Linked DNA regions of Macaca mulatta: region 2 is linked to region 1. The links are chromatin contacts, called in public Hi-C maps. All regions are on one chromosome and are shown on one strand. Each heading gives the region's core, a stretch centred on a gene start, on an enhancer-like site or on the middle of the called end of the contact. The rest is flanking DNA. Distances are from core to core; before and after follow the strand shown.

Region 1 (7,359 bases), core at 2,363-4,862:
AATGGTGGTCCTGCATCCAAACCTGAACTTCAAAAAGAGAGAGAACCAGAACTCCAGCTGCACAAGGCAGCATCATTAACACAACACACAAAGCGGGAAAACACAGTCACATGAAAACTTAGTGGAGGGAACTTTTTCTGGCCATTTATCTTAACTGTGGCTGCATTACTTTTCAGGACTCAAAGTCAGATCACAATTTTGTTGTCCACTTCTTAACAGTCGCCCAATTTCTACTACACCTATTACATTCCTTAAAACAAAAATAGGCCAGGCGTGGTGGCTCATGCCTGTAATCCCAGCACTTTGGGAGGCCAAGTTGGGTGAATCACTTGAGCCCTGAAGTTTGAGACCAGCCTGGGCAGCATAGCGAGACACCATCTCTACAAAAAGTATAAAAATTAGCAGGGTGTAGTGGCATACACCTGTGCTCCCAGCTCCTTTGAAGGCTGAGATGGGAGGATCACTTAAGCCCAGGAGGTCAAAGCTGCAGTGGGCTGGGATCATACCACTGCACTCCAGCCTGGGTGACACAGCAAGACCCTGGTCTCAAAAAAAAAAAAGAAACGAAAGAAAAGAAAAAAGAGAAAGAAAGCAAATTATTAAAATCATCTTCTTTTCACTGACCATGAAGTACAAACTATGGCTTTAAAGCAGGGGTCCCCAACCCAGGCCGTGTCCCAATCAGTGGCCTGTTAGGGATGGGGGGGAAGGGGGGGCTGCACAGCAGAAGGTGAGCATCGCCAACCTGAGCATCGCCAACCTGAGCTCCGCCTCCTGTCAGATCAGCTGCAGCATTTGATTCTCATAGGAGCACAAACCCTACTGTGAACTGTGCATGTGATGGATCCAGGTTGCATGCTTCTTATGAGAACCTAATGACTGATGATCTGAAGTGGAACAGTTTCGTACCAAAACCATCCCCCCTGGCCCTCCACAAAATGGGTCCCTAATGCCAAAAACACTGGGCACCTCTGCTTTAAAGTCAATATTAAACCTTTTTAAAGTCAGTCTCTAATGGGACCCTCACTCTGAGCCAGGAATTTCAAAGTTGTCACTTATATAGACACCAGATTTCATGACAGTCACCTGGGCAATTCATGCCTGTTTAGTCTTGGAGTGTAAGTATACTCAAGTCTCTTCCCAATGTTCATCACTGTCTACTTATTCCAGAACACTGGAGAAATTTCCCTCCTCCTCGTTCATATTCAGGGAAAAAAAAGAAACACCATTTTTCTCTAGCTCATGGTAGCAGTTTTTTTCAAATACATATATATACACATACTTCACGGTTAATGGCTGCCCTTGGAATACTGACCTTTGTTAAGACTCTAAAACCAAAGTGAACCATCCACACTGAGGGATGATAACTGAGAACCAAACAATTCTGCAAACCACCGTTTTATCTTTATGGAAACCCTATCAGTGGGAAACCCTCAAATAGTACAAACGCTAATAAACAGTACATAACTAATAGGCTTGGGGAAAGGAAATTCTTTAAAATTATCTAAATGAATTAGATAGAATAAAACCTACTTACAACTGCTACTTTAATGTGGTGAACAGAAATTCATTTTTAATAGAGAAAAATTTTAAATTAAAAAAACAAAAAAAAACAAACCTTGGGTTCCAGACACAGAGGCTTACCTGACTCCTCTCTTTGTCCACTTTCTTAAAACACTTATTCAGTGACAAATTGTGTCTCACGGAGTTTTTCCACCCAGTAGGTGCATTTGCAAAATACGGAAAATGTTCCAAGATCCAGTTGTAGATATCCTTCACTGGCAGGCGCTTGGTCGGAGAGTCCTCGATGGCCATAAATATGAGGCAGCTGAAGGAGTAGGGGGGTTTGCAGTTAGGGTTCTGCCTGGCATCGTAGGGCATGTCAGAGTGGGCGGGGGACGGGGGGGTGTCATCGTCCAGGTCCTGGACGGGGCTGACACTCCTGAGGACCGACTCCCCAAAGCTCTTCAGCAAGTTCTTGCTCTCGTGCAGCCAGTTCAGGTTGGTCAGCTCTTCATCTTCCATGGCCCCCTCTTCTAATCGGATGTCAGGCAGAGAAAAGTCGAGGTCATCGTCTTCCTGAAGGGCCTTGGAGAAACCGCTGCCCCGGTAACACTGACTCAGTCCACTGGAGACACTAATTCCTGAGCTTTCTGGCTTCTTACTGGGAGGCATGACTGGACCCATTTACGTGAAGGCTCCTAGTAAAGACATCACAAAGAAATGATGAGCTGGCAAGGCCCAAAACAGAAAGGCAGACTGTGCCCCTCTGACTCTGTTGCCTCCCACGGCCCCCTCTGTGGAACCCCTGCCACACAGGACCACCACCTCGTGACTCCCACGCTGAGCAACGCAATCCCACAATTCCACTACAGATAGGCTGACGAGAAAAATCAGCCCACTGTTGATATAGCAAGGCGACCTGATGCCCCTTAAATAAAACAAGACCGATAACACCAGCCAGGCATGGTGGCTCGCGCCTGTAATCCCAGCACTTTGGGAGGTTGAGGCAGGAGGATTGCTTGAGACCAGGAGACCAGTTTTAAAGTACATTAAATTTTATTGCGAATTATTTTCTCTTCCGAACAGAAGAAAAGCAAGTAACTTCAGGCACCACACGAATACATGGGAATGTAAGATAAGCCATTAACTGAAATTAGAACTGGTGAAAAAAGGAGAGCAACTGCCAGTTTCAAGACAGTAAATTCAATTCAATTCAACAAAACAGGCCACAGAATCCTATCCCTCCACCCCGACCCACCACCATCCCCATTTTTATCAATGACCTAGAACATGGAGTAAAATAACATCTGATGAGAAAAGAAAACGAGGAGGTGGTACATTTACAAACAGAAAGACCCCTACAGACGCAAAGCATGTTCAACCCTCCAGCACCCAATGTAACACAGAAAGAACAGTAAAGATAACCAAAAAGGTCTCCCACTCTCTGTAACGCTAAAACAATACGCTTGGTTTGAGAGTGTTATGTTTTAATTCCCCACAGAAACAACCGGTAAGAAAATCAAGCATCTATCTAGAAAACAAATGAACAGGCTGGGCATGGTAGCTCATGCCTATAATCTCACCACTTTGGGAGGCTGAGGCGAGAGGATCACTTGAGCCCAGGGGTTCGAGACCAGCCTGGGCAACATGGCGAAACCCTGTCTCTACGAAAAATACAAAAATTAGCCGGGCATATGCCTGTAGTCTCAGCTACTTGGGAGGCTGGGTGGGAGGACTGCTTGAACCCGGGAAGCTGAGGCTGCAGTGAGCCATGACTGCACCACTGCACTCCAGCCTGAGCAACAGAGTGAGATCCTGTCTCAAAAGTTTTGAAGAAAGAAAGGAAGAATGAAAGGAAAGGAAGAAGGGAAGGGAAGGAAGAAGGGAAGGGAAGGGAAGGGAAGGAAAGGGAAGGGGGAAGGGGGAAGGGAAGGAGGAAGGGAAGGAGGAAGGGAAGGAGGAAGGGAAGGAGGAAGGGAAGGGGGAAGGGAAAGGGGAAGGGAAGGGGGAAGGGAAGGGAAGTGGGAAGGGAAGGAGGAAGGGAAAGAAGAAGGGAAGGGAAGAAGAAGGGAAGGGAAAGGGAAGGGGGGAGGGGAGAGGAAAGGAGGGCAGGGGAGGGGAGAGGAATGGAGGAGAGGGGAGGACAAGGGAAGGGAAGGGCAAGGAAAGGGAAGGGAAGGGAAGGGCAAGGGAAGGGCAAGGAAGGAGAGGAGAGGAGAGGAAGAAAGAGAGATGAATGAACATATTTAAAAGCAAAGACATAGGCGTGGCATGGTAGCTCATGTTTGTAATCACACCACTTTGGGAGGCTGAGGCAGGAGGATCTCCCTTGAGCTCAGAAGTTCAAGCCCAGCCTGGCCAACATGGTAAAACACCATCTCTACCAAAAAAATACAAAAATTTGCTGGGTGTGGTGGTGTGTGCCTGTAGTCCCGGCTACTTGGGAGGCTGAAGTATAAGGATCACTTGAACCCAGGAGGTTGAGGCTCACTGCACTCCAGCCTGGACAACAGAGGGAGACCTTGTCACAAAACAATAAATAAAATTAAAAAGGCAAAGATGTGACCCTTCTATGTCTCTTAAATGTTCATTAACACTACATCTAAAACAACTGCCGCTTCAGCTGGGGAAGCTCTATTAGGGAATTCTGGAAGGCATAATCCTGGGAACTAACCAACCAGCCAAGGGTGCCAGTGAATTAGAGCACCTTCCCTCTTCCAAAAGGTAGAACCTGCTAGACGCAAGGCCTAAGGGGGAGCTGTCATGAGAGGCCCAACTGTTTTGTGTTTTTTTTTTTTTTTTTTTTTTTTTTGAGACAGAGTCTCACTCTGTTGCCCAGGCTGGAGTGCAGTGGTGCGATCTCGGCTCACTGCAACCTCTGTCTCCCAGGTTCAAGCGATTCTCCTGCCTCAGCCTCCCGAGTAGCTGGGACTACCGGCGTGCGCCACCATGACTGGCTAATTTTTGTATTTTTAGTAAGACGGCGTTTCACCATGTTGGCCAGGATGGTCTCGATCTCATGATCCACCCACCTCGGCCTCCCAAAGTACTGGGGTTCACTCACAGGGAGTATTTCTTTCTATCAAATAAGGAGGTTACCCTGACACATTTCAGAGAAAAAACAAGCTAGCATCTTTAGGCTTGGGGATACAACAGAGTCTGGTCTGATCCTGGCTTTAACTTCTTTATGAACGAATTATAGCACCACTTGTCTTTCTTAAAAGTTTCCTCAGATCCCATCAGAAAATTTTCTGATGACCAGCAAATGCCCACAGTAGAGTATAAAAAAGAACTACCCAGCCACTGAAGTCAACTTTAGCTCTAAATGAAAGTTTTATGTCTCCTGAGCTTCCAAACAGGAAAATTATATCATGGCTGACAGTAAAGTAATTTAATTGCACTGTTGCTATGACAACATGCTGCTCTCTTTCTTTTTAATTTGCTTATTTGTCAGTAGCTTCCCAGAGGAACTAACACGCTATTCTCCATGTTTCCTTTTGTTTTAAGCAAACACTGCCAGCAATATGGTTTTAGGAGAAAAAGTGGCATTGTCACGGAGAGAGGGTTATGGGAGTTCAGTACCCTTGGATCCAGTGTGCGCTTTGTGCTGGGACCCCGTACTCTCCAACCGCTCACTGCATCCCTATAAATCCCGCATTTTACAGCAACAGTGTAAAGAGCTGCTGATCACTACAGTTCCATGTAAAAACAAAACAAAACTAAACAAAAAAAAACAGTTCCCAGAAACCACAGCTGAGGAGTTTTCCATTATTATACTCTAACTACAGATTTCGCCAAATCTTTTTTTCCTCCTGTTTTAGAGGGAAAAAAAAAGAATCTGGATCATGTGAGTTGCAGTTAAGCAAACATTTTTAATCTGCTGCCAACAAGGCTGCTCCACCAGATACGCAAATAGTTATTCACTGGTGACCTCCTTACAACTTTACACACACACACACACACACACACACACGCACACACACACACGCCCTCTTTTGTTTTTATGACTTGCTGTGTTTTGTTACCCTTTTTATTTTTTAACGGAGAAAATGAGGCAAGAAAGCTTAGTTTCTCGCCTAGTAAACAGAAGGTCTCCAAATAACTGACAAAGACATTACTGGCCCAGCTCTGAACAGATGTTTGATGCGAACTTTAAAAAGTTAAGAAATCCTGCCAAAGCGGAGCAGGGCAGTCGCAAGTTTGGGGGGCCGAGTTACCCCCCACCCAGCACGCGCGCGCGCGCACGCACGCGCTTCACTCTCGTCTACTGTACTTGTCAAAAACATTTCAAGGGGACCTGCGGGAGTGGCGATTGGCTGCATCCCGCGTCAATCAGCGGCGTTGCCGGGCAACGGGGAAAACTGCTCTTCTCCCCGTATACAGGGCAATTGGGAGCTCGCATACCTTCACTGCCGGTCAGATGTCATAAACCTTTTATTGGCCGCACCGCGGCGAGCCTCGAAAACAAATCAATAAAAGCCCGCCGTCCCCCAACTTATCCAGGGCCCAAGGAGGGTTTCAAAGAGGGCCGGGATGAGGGGGGTCGGGCCTCGGGGTCTCCGGAGACGTTCGTTGCCTGTGCCAAGTCTGCACAGTTTGGGGGGGAGGGATCTTTGTTAGGAGCCTGTTTCTCATCTTGGGGTCTCCACTTGATCGGAACCCCCTCCCTGGCCCGGAACGGCGGGGACCCCGTCCTCCGCAGACAATACCAACTCTGTTCCTTGCGGGCTTTTCGGAAACCGAGGCACCGGAAAGCAGCACGCACGTCGGGGCAGGAAACTCTTCGGACCCGGCAACTTCCCGGCTGGGGGCTCCCGGGCCCCCCACCCGACCCTCCCCCCAGGACCTGCGGGGTCCCTCGTCTTCCGAGAGCGGCGAGGTAGTCTCCAGGACCGTCTCGGACGCGCCTCCCGCCCCGGGTGCCCCCCGAGCCCACGCGGGAGCCTGCGGGAGCGGGGCGCAAACTCACCTGGCCGGAGCGGGGCACGGGGGCGCGGGGGAGCCGCTGCCCTTCAGCGGGAGCCGACAAACTTTCGCGGGCGCCCGGCGGGCATCGCTCGGTGGCCCCGCTAAGGACGCGCGGGAGCGGCGCGGCGAGCCCGGGGCGGCGGGCGGCGGGGGGCGGCCGCGGGCGCGGGCGGCAGGGGCGCGGGGGTCGCGGCGCGGCATGGGACCTGCGGCGTCCGCCGGGCGCGCCGCGCGTCCTCCCGCCGGCCCCGCCGCTCTCCCCGCCCCGTCCCGCCTCCCGCTCGCCTCCGCCGCGGCGCGTCGGGCCGGGGCGCGCCGAGCGGCGAGAAATTGTTTCCACTGCAAACAAAAAAAGGCGACACATGACCAGGCAGGAGGAGGGGAAGCGCGGGGAGGGAGGAGGGCGGAGGGAGGGACAGAGCGGAGGGCGGAGGGAGCCGGAGAGAGGGAAAACGTGGGCCTGGCCGCCAGCGGCCTGGGGCGCGGGGCACGGACCCGCCGGGGCGGACCCTGCCCGCGCCCCCGGCATCCACCAGGACGCAGCCAGGGCCGAGGCTGGGGCTGGGCCGCGCGGCCTCGCCTCCTGGGCCCCGCGGGGCGGGGGTGACCGGCGTGGGTCCCGCGACCCGGGGCGGCAGCGACCGTGGGCGGTGGGGCAGGTGGGGCAGGCGGCGCGTGCCCTGTCCCCTCCCCGGGCTCCGGCCACACGAGCGGGCCGGCGCTTCGCTGCTGGCAACGTGTCGCGGGAACGCTCCTACCCCATCTGCATGCCTTACATGGCTCGAAAGTAAAAATAAAAAGAATTACGATGCGGGCGAGGCTTGTGGGGGTGAGAAGAGGAGATTCCGCTTCTCCCGTGCTGCGTCCTGATAGGACCCCCAGGGCCTT
Region 2 (7,359 bases), core at 3,617-6,116, 210 kb after region 1:
CCAGCAAAATTATAACCAACTAATCTCAAACATCCCCATATGATGTTCCTATAATTTATAAATAAAAGGAGCCCTGGTTTATAAGTAACCCCTAAGAATATGCCTTCCCTCTTATTATAGACTGGGCTAGGGCTCTTTCATGCTTGTGGTCAGTCATCTTTTTCTATATGTACATAGGCTTCCTAGGGTACACTGTATCACATCACTAATTGCCACCTTTTCCCTACTCACTATGGGCACAAGCGGCCTCTTAAATTGTCAAGGCAAAAGTTCTCCCTTTCACTAAGAGGTTCCAGGGCTCTGCAAGCAATTCCCCAAGGTCTTCTTTAGAGAACATTTTAGAAGCAGTGGTTTGCAAACTGTGTACACGGTGGTACTGGGTTCTAGAGTGTGCCCTGGGCACAACCCAGGTGACAATAGCAGGCTCTGGGCTCCTAGTTCCCTCAGAGCAGCTCTGTTTTTATTTGACTCATACATGAGGGTCTTGCATAAGATTCTATTTGGTGCTAAGTATAAAACAAAAATGATGTCTACGAAAATGTGTGCAAACCATTGCAAGAAATGGTTCTGTCTCCCTCAGGCACTCTTAACCTCCCTCACCAGGCTGCTCTCTGCAAATGGAGGTGGATGCATTTACTTTCCTTTAAAGAAGCTTACCCTTTTCTCCTCTTCCAGAATTTGAAACATCTAGGAATTGAAGCAATTAAATATACTCATTTTCAACATTCAGAACCTAATCCAGACTTCTGCACAGCAAATCCTTTCAAAGTTAAAATTCGTTTTCCTCAAGTGTACTATAAACTGGATTTAGCCAACCCATCCCCAATTTCGATTTTTTTTTTTTTTTGGCTATCAGCAAGAATGGCGTATACCTGACATGTATTCTTTATGGACCTTTTGTTATAAGCAATGAGAAGGATGACGCTGCCTCTTTCTCTTTACCTCTCTACACTAATCCAAAATCGACACTGGCATTCGGTTGGTATTCTGGAATAATTATGAGAAATTTGGCATAGCCATCCAAAAACAGCAGCTTCAGTGAGTATGTGAGTAACTAGCTGACAACTGAAAATGAATTGGAATGTTATTGAACATCTTGTTCATTTGTATTAGGAAAATAAGTTGCACATGGTCGTACCATGATCAATTTTCCTAATTCCAAAATCAGAAAGAAATAAACCTAAATTCCACAGGTTTGCAGAGAATCAATTGTACCCCTCCAAAGCCCCTTTTGAAATGAAGTGTTCTGAGCCAACTATTTGAAAGACAATAGAGAATGAAGGTAGATTCTAGAAACCAACAAATCCCATTCACTTCCTTCAGTTTGTAAAAACAAGCAACTGACATGTTTCCTGCCAAGGAACACACTGGTAGATAAGAAAGCTCCCTACAGGAAATCCTCGCTAAAAGAGACCAGTTGTGCCATTAAACTTAATCTTCTTTACCAAGTCCCAATCAGTTAAATATCTGGGTGATTTAGCATATATTTCATAATCCCATGTTGTCAAATATTTAACTTCTAAAGTACATATTTCTATGGCATACATGCACAATATTAAATAAACATTAAAATAGAGTTAGGATTCTTTTCCTCCCCACTCCCCATGCAATTAGTTGATGAAAATAAGGGAAATTTCCTGCTTTTTAAAAAGACCAAATTGTTAATTGAACAAGTTTTAAAACTGACCATTATTAATTAAGATAAAGCTATTCAATGCTTTAAATTGCCATGACTTGAAGGAAGACATTTCTAAATGAATATCAAGAACAGAAAATCTGAAGACTGCCATTAACAAGATTAGAAAAATATAAGGAATGTATTTGCTTTATATTTTACAAGGTTCAATGTTGATCCTCAAAGTCAAAATTTAGGACAGGGCCTCGTTGGTTATTTTTTGCTTAGCAAAATGAACCGGGGCGGGGTGGAGGCTAAGGGGAGGGGAGGTCTCCAAACTTTTTTCTATATAGTCCTCATGGAAATCATTACCAAGATACTGGAAATATTTGCAATTTTGATACTGGGAACATCTCAATTATCCTAAAAACAAAAGCACTCTTCCCCATCCACAAAACAGTAAACTTTTCTATCATAAGTCAACTGGATAATAATAATGACAATTATGAAGCAGTTCTTATTTTCATTTAGATTTTCCTTTCCCTGGTTAGCTTCTGAGAACACCCTCTCTTATATTTCCCAAAGTACCAGGCAATCTTCATCCCTCCCCTTCACCCCCCTACCCCCACCCCCACCACCCCACACACAAACGCAGCCTTAGAGCAGGGTTCTAAAAGGCCACCAGTCTGTAAGTTCCATTGCTTGAGTTCAACTTTGAACCCTCTTGTAAACACAAACACCTCATTATAACTTCCCCAGATGACTCCTCATCCACAGGTAACATTCTAACCTTTCTGACTCTCAAAAGAGTTTTGTTCTAACAGTAGACACACAAATCAGTTTGATTCCACAATTAAGTGTTCAGATACATTGTTCTCAGCCTTCCCTTGCACAGCTCAGAGGTGGCAAAATGCAAAGTAAGCCTGGGGGCTCATCCTTGCTTTAAGGCTGTTTCCTCAAATATTTCCAATAAAAATACAGTTATGAAATCTAGGAGACCACATTTTTGGTTGTTGTTGTAAAATGACCTTGATTTGACAGGCACGATCTCAGGTTTCAACAGATGCTGTGGGAAAGCTTACAGAAGCCAACATGTTCTCCAGGCATCTGTGATGACATGCAGGTTTTGTTTTTGTTTTTGTTTCTTTTTAAGTGGTGGTCATGGTAGAGTATGTATGTGTAGTGGGGGTGGGGTGGGGTTACTCCTCTCGGTTTCCATGACAACCATGTCTCCACTCATCAGTTATTAGATACAATCCACTTCCTGTGTCTAAATTTTTAAGCCAATCAGAAAAGTGTTTATACATTTAACAACTTCTGGGACAGTGCTTCTTTAATGAAATCGCTTTAAAGGCTCAAATGAAGATGTTTACGGTCTGTGTTACAGATACAACATTGCACAATGTTTACTAATTCATATTTTTATATGGTGCAGAATGCCCTTCTTCTTGGATGTGAAATGCATTATCCTCAAAGCAGATGCCACAATCTCTTAGAATAGTGTGCAGGCTGATTTTGATTGTTTTCTTTTCATTGTCTTTTCCTTTCACTGTCACAATTTTAGACTTAGTGCATGAAACGTGCTAATGCACAAGGCACTTAAATTATCAAAGTAATGATACAGTTAAGCATCCATCTACTGATGGTCCTTTTTAAAGACTCAGATCCAAAACCAGTTAGGAATCATTATTCTAAGTTGAACAACTTGGCATTCTACAACTTATGAGCAGAAATCATTGAGAATGTATTGTAAAGTGCTGTATCTATACGTGTAAGCTAGTAGCTTACGTCTGCAAAGAAATTTGTCACCAAAATGGCCTACTTTATCTGGATAGAAACAAAAAAATTAAACATAAAGGTATCTCGAGCAAACTGCACCCGAATGAAAAACCGACCCTGCAGAAATCTGTGCACAAGAGGGCTACGTGAAACTACAGCACGATTTTAAAAGAAGGTTTTGGGTGACTGTTTTCCTAAGTCTCAATCTAACTGACCAATCAGTGTGAGAGTTAAAGTGGGCTCCAGTCATTCTTGCAGCCTTCAGAGCTCTGCACCCTCCGAGCTGCTCTCCTCTCCAAGGCAGAGCCGGCGATCAATGAAAAACAGGGAACAAAAGGAATATAACAGGATGTCTTCCTTAGCTAAGGAAAACGATTCCCTTTTTCCTCAATGAGCCAGTCGCACCCTGCCTACGACAGCTCCACACGGGAGCTTCCAGCAGACCAGTCCTTTCGGGTGAGGCACATTTTACATTTGCAATCATGTGTCCCAACTGCTAGCAAATGTGTCACCTTAAGCACAGCCTGTGACAGAGGGCTCCCCGAGCCCAACCAATTGAAACTAATAAATTAAATAAATTTGTAATCCCACAATTAAAAGCTCCTGAGAAAGATTGCATTTCCCTTCCCCAAATGTCATCCCGGGAGTATAAACAAAGCATGAAAAATAGTCTCTTCAGCCTTCCCAGCCGGCAATCATGGTTTTCCCCTCAAAACAATGTTTCTCCAAAAAGAGAAATCTTATTACCCTCAGTGGAAACTCATCTATAGATGTCATATCAGGATAACCCGTTACAGTATTGAAAAGAGGCTGAAACTGCCCATAGATTTGACACTGTTTATAATTGATAGCAAAACAGTTGCGACAGCAATGCTGTAAACTCTGCCCAGCCAAACAAACTCCACATTTAACACGTTCCTTCCTTGAAAATAAAAGTAACGCCCGGGGAGCCCACAGAAGTGGGCTTCCCTAAAAGTAATTAACAGAATTGCATCAATTATTTGATTATTTTTATAAATATCTATTTGTCTGCAATTTTTTTTTAATTTAAAAAGCGACTATCCACACATTCCTAAGAAACTTTTTTTTTTTTTTAATGAACTTACTTTTGAGACAAAACTAATGAAAATAAGCAACTTGCCATGGCTGGATCTTTCCCATTTGGGCTGCAAGCTATAAATCAATCTGAAACCAGGTGGAAATAGGGGGGCGGACACCTACAAAAAAAAATCAAAGGGTGCCCCAAAATGCAGCAGCCTGAACACGGAGGGCTTCTCGTGGCAATGCTAAACCCGAGCAGATTAGGAGGCAGGAAATGAGCCCCATTTTCGTTACCTTCGATCGCCTGCCCCCCCGCTGCTTCTCGCGGCCGCATTGGGGGGCTGCGGCGACGCTGGACTCGCGGGTGGCCCCGCCGCCGGGTCGCGCCGTCTCCCGGCCGAGCTGCAGCAGATCGCGGCCGGAACCCCGGCTCCTGCGCCCGGCGCCCGCCCGGGGTCGGCGGCGCGGCTCCCACCCGGGCCTGGAGCCCTGCTGGGTCCTAGTGCGCGCCGCGCGCCCGCCTCGCGGCCCGGTCTGCAGCCCGCACCGAGGGCAGGCAGCTCCCAGCGCCGCGAGTCCCCGGGCGAGGCCGCCACCCCCTCGGCCCCTTGCGAAAGCGGCCGCGGGGTGTGCGGATGAACTGGAGCTTAATTTCAAATCCTGGCACAAGATGTTCAAAAGAAAGACATTGGCTCCAACTGAACTCTTAGAAGGCAGATGCTAGGATCTGCAGCCCCAGGATAAGCGTAGGGCAGTACCTAGCAGACAGAGGTTTGCCCGGTGCACTGGTGATATTGGCGGTTCACAGACGGTGAGACGCGGTACGGGATCGATAAAGATAGATTTCAAAAATATAACGCTAAAAAGAAAAAAGGTTGAAAATGCGTGTGGTTAAAACAATGTTTTAAACTGTTTTTCCCAATATTTTCCCCCTGTTGACAGACCCTTTTGCATTTCGCTTTCTTTTACTTTATAATATGCTCTTTTAAATAACAAAGCCCCATATGGCTAAACATGTAGTCATTTGATTTTCAAAAGACCTCAAAAATTGCATCAAAATATGCACTCATGTATCTCCTAAGAAATCAACGAGAAAGAATTAATGGTGGCATATGGCGTGCCTCATAGAGAAAACTTAATTACAAATTAAAACAAATGCAAAAATTCACAAATTCAGTAAACTGAAAGTAAATTATGATCCTAGATGTATACACAAATCAGCTCGTGTACAATTAGGAAGACTGTAAATTCCAGGTTTCTCTTTCACAAAGGGGAAAGGGTGTTTGTTACATGAACTCATATCAGATTCCTCTCGTTTGCCCCTAAAAGAGCTTTCAGCAACCTCTTGGCACATTCATTTACTGCAGCCCACCTGGAAAGCAACTTTTAATCTTGCAAGTGCTCATTTAAGAGGACAATTCTATTAGCCCTTAATTCAAAATAAAAGTGCTTTAGTTTGAAAAGCCTGCTTGAAAGGCTTCAAGACTGGGAGCTTTTTTTCAGTCTTTGGTATCACCAAGTTTGAAGGTCACAATTCTGCAAAACTGCTAATAACAATGGCACTGTGGTTTACACCATAAGGAAAATCAAATATGTGCTTTCTGATTTCTATTTTTGAAGCAGAAAAAGTCCCTTTGAAAAGTACTCTTGCCCTCCCCCTTTCCAATTTTAGCTAAACAAGTGTAATGGAAGATTTTTAGTATTAATTAAACATCAAAGGCACTTTCTCTGATGCCTTGTATCCACGCAAAAAAAAACTGGTTGTCATATGTTACACTTGTCAATCTTAAATTACTTGCACATACATCTCATGAGATCTTTACCACATCTCTGTGAGAAAGCAGATACAATAATCTGCAATTTTCAAATGAGAAATTGGAGGTCCCAAAAGGTAAACTGACTTGTTCAAAAATCACATGGCTGGTGAGCAGAGCAGCTGGAATCCCATCCTGTCTCTGATTCCAACAAGCCCTGTTTTTTGAGTGCATCACCTGGCCTCCCAACTATCTCTCTGTAAGTACTGTGGAAAATGAAGCATCTGAAACAAAAATGCAGGTAGGTTTTTTTAGTCATCATTTCTTACCTGTCTCAGAGCAGCAATTTGCCAGCAAGGAAATATGAGGCTTGTTGGAAGTATGTTAGTCTCTGCTAAAATGAGAAAGATGGCTAGGAAGACCCACCCACACTGGTCAGATTTCTGTCCTGGAGCTGCCCAGGGCAACCTGGCAGACAGAAAACTTCAAACTCTGAGGCTGAGCAATGCCTCATCCCCCGTACGTCTTTTTGCTCTTTATCAGAAATTAAGAACTGACTCCACTTGACACATGGAGGAGTAGCGTTTTCTCAAATTGAACTTGGGTTGCTATGAGCAGTCGCAGCACCGAAAGGCCTCAAAAACTCTGGAAATTCATATATAAGGTGGCCTATTCGTGGGATCCAGGGTATCTCTGTCCAGACCTGATGACCCCTGGAACTTTGATGGGTCTCTAGGACATCCCTTCTCAGCCCTCCTGCACCCATGGTAAAGTCAACACCCAGTTCTGTGTGTGGCCAACCCCTTCCTCCTCCTCTCTGCCAAAAGGAAATGTAACTTCTCTGATGATATGTCCTTAAATGCCAGCCAGGTGACGGGCTGGGTGACATTTAACTGAAAAAAAAAAAAAAAACAGAAACATTTCATGCTGAAAAGTGATTCATTCCTTTTCTCGTGCAGTTCACAAGGACTGGGCTAGGCATGGCTATACATTGGAAAATGTGTCTGACCTTCCTGGAAGGATTAAAGCAAAACGTACTTGATGAATTCATTTGATCCCTTTGTTGAAAACTGGTCTAATTACTTTATAGTCACACCATCCATGTGCCTGGCAAATATTGCAAATGCTAGGCTCAAAGCAATCTTAGCCCCAGTAGCAAATGATGAGAAG

Evidence for each region. Hi-C and Micro-C count contacts between places; a contact is called where the count stands out from the background.
Region 2: a Hi-C map of fetal cortex germinal zone shows a contact between it and region 1, with 2.2 times the contacts expected there. The contact joins the promoter of FOXN3 here to the promoter of LOC114679618 in region 1. A contact is called at or near these places in 3 of 14 Hi-C or Micro-C datasets (fetal cortex germinal zone, fetal cortical plate and liver).

The regions. Positions count from the first base shown.
Region 1 is chr7:162,659,744-162,667,102 of T2T-MMU8v2.0, forward strand. LOC114679618 reads left to right here and starts at 3,613. Exons shown (of 2, transcript XM_077941603.1): 1 at 3,613-6,382. The coding sequence starts at 5,640. It overlaps FOXN3 (forkhead box N3), which reads right to left. Exons shown (of 8, transcript XM_077941602.1): 4 at 1,645-2,201. The coding sequence starts at 2,187.
Region 2 is chr7:162,866,800-162,874,158 of T2T-MMU8v2.0, forward strand. It overlaps FOXN3 (forkhead box N3), which reads right to left and starts at 4,867. Exons shown (of 8, transcript XM_077941602.1): 1 at 4,730-4,867.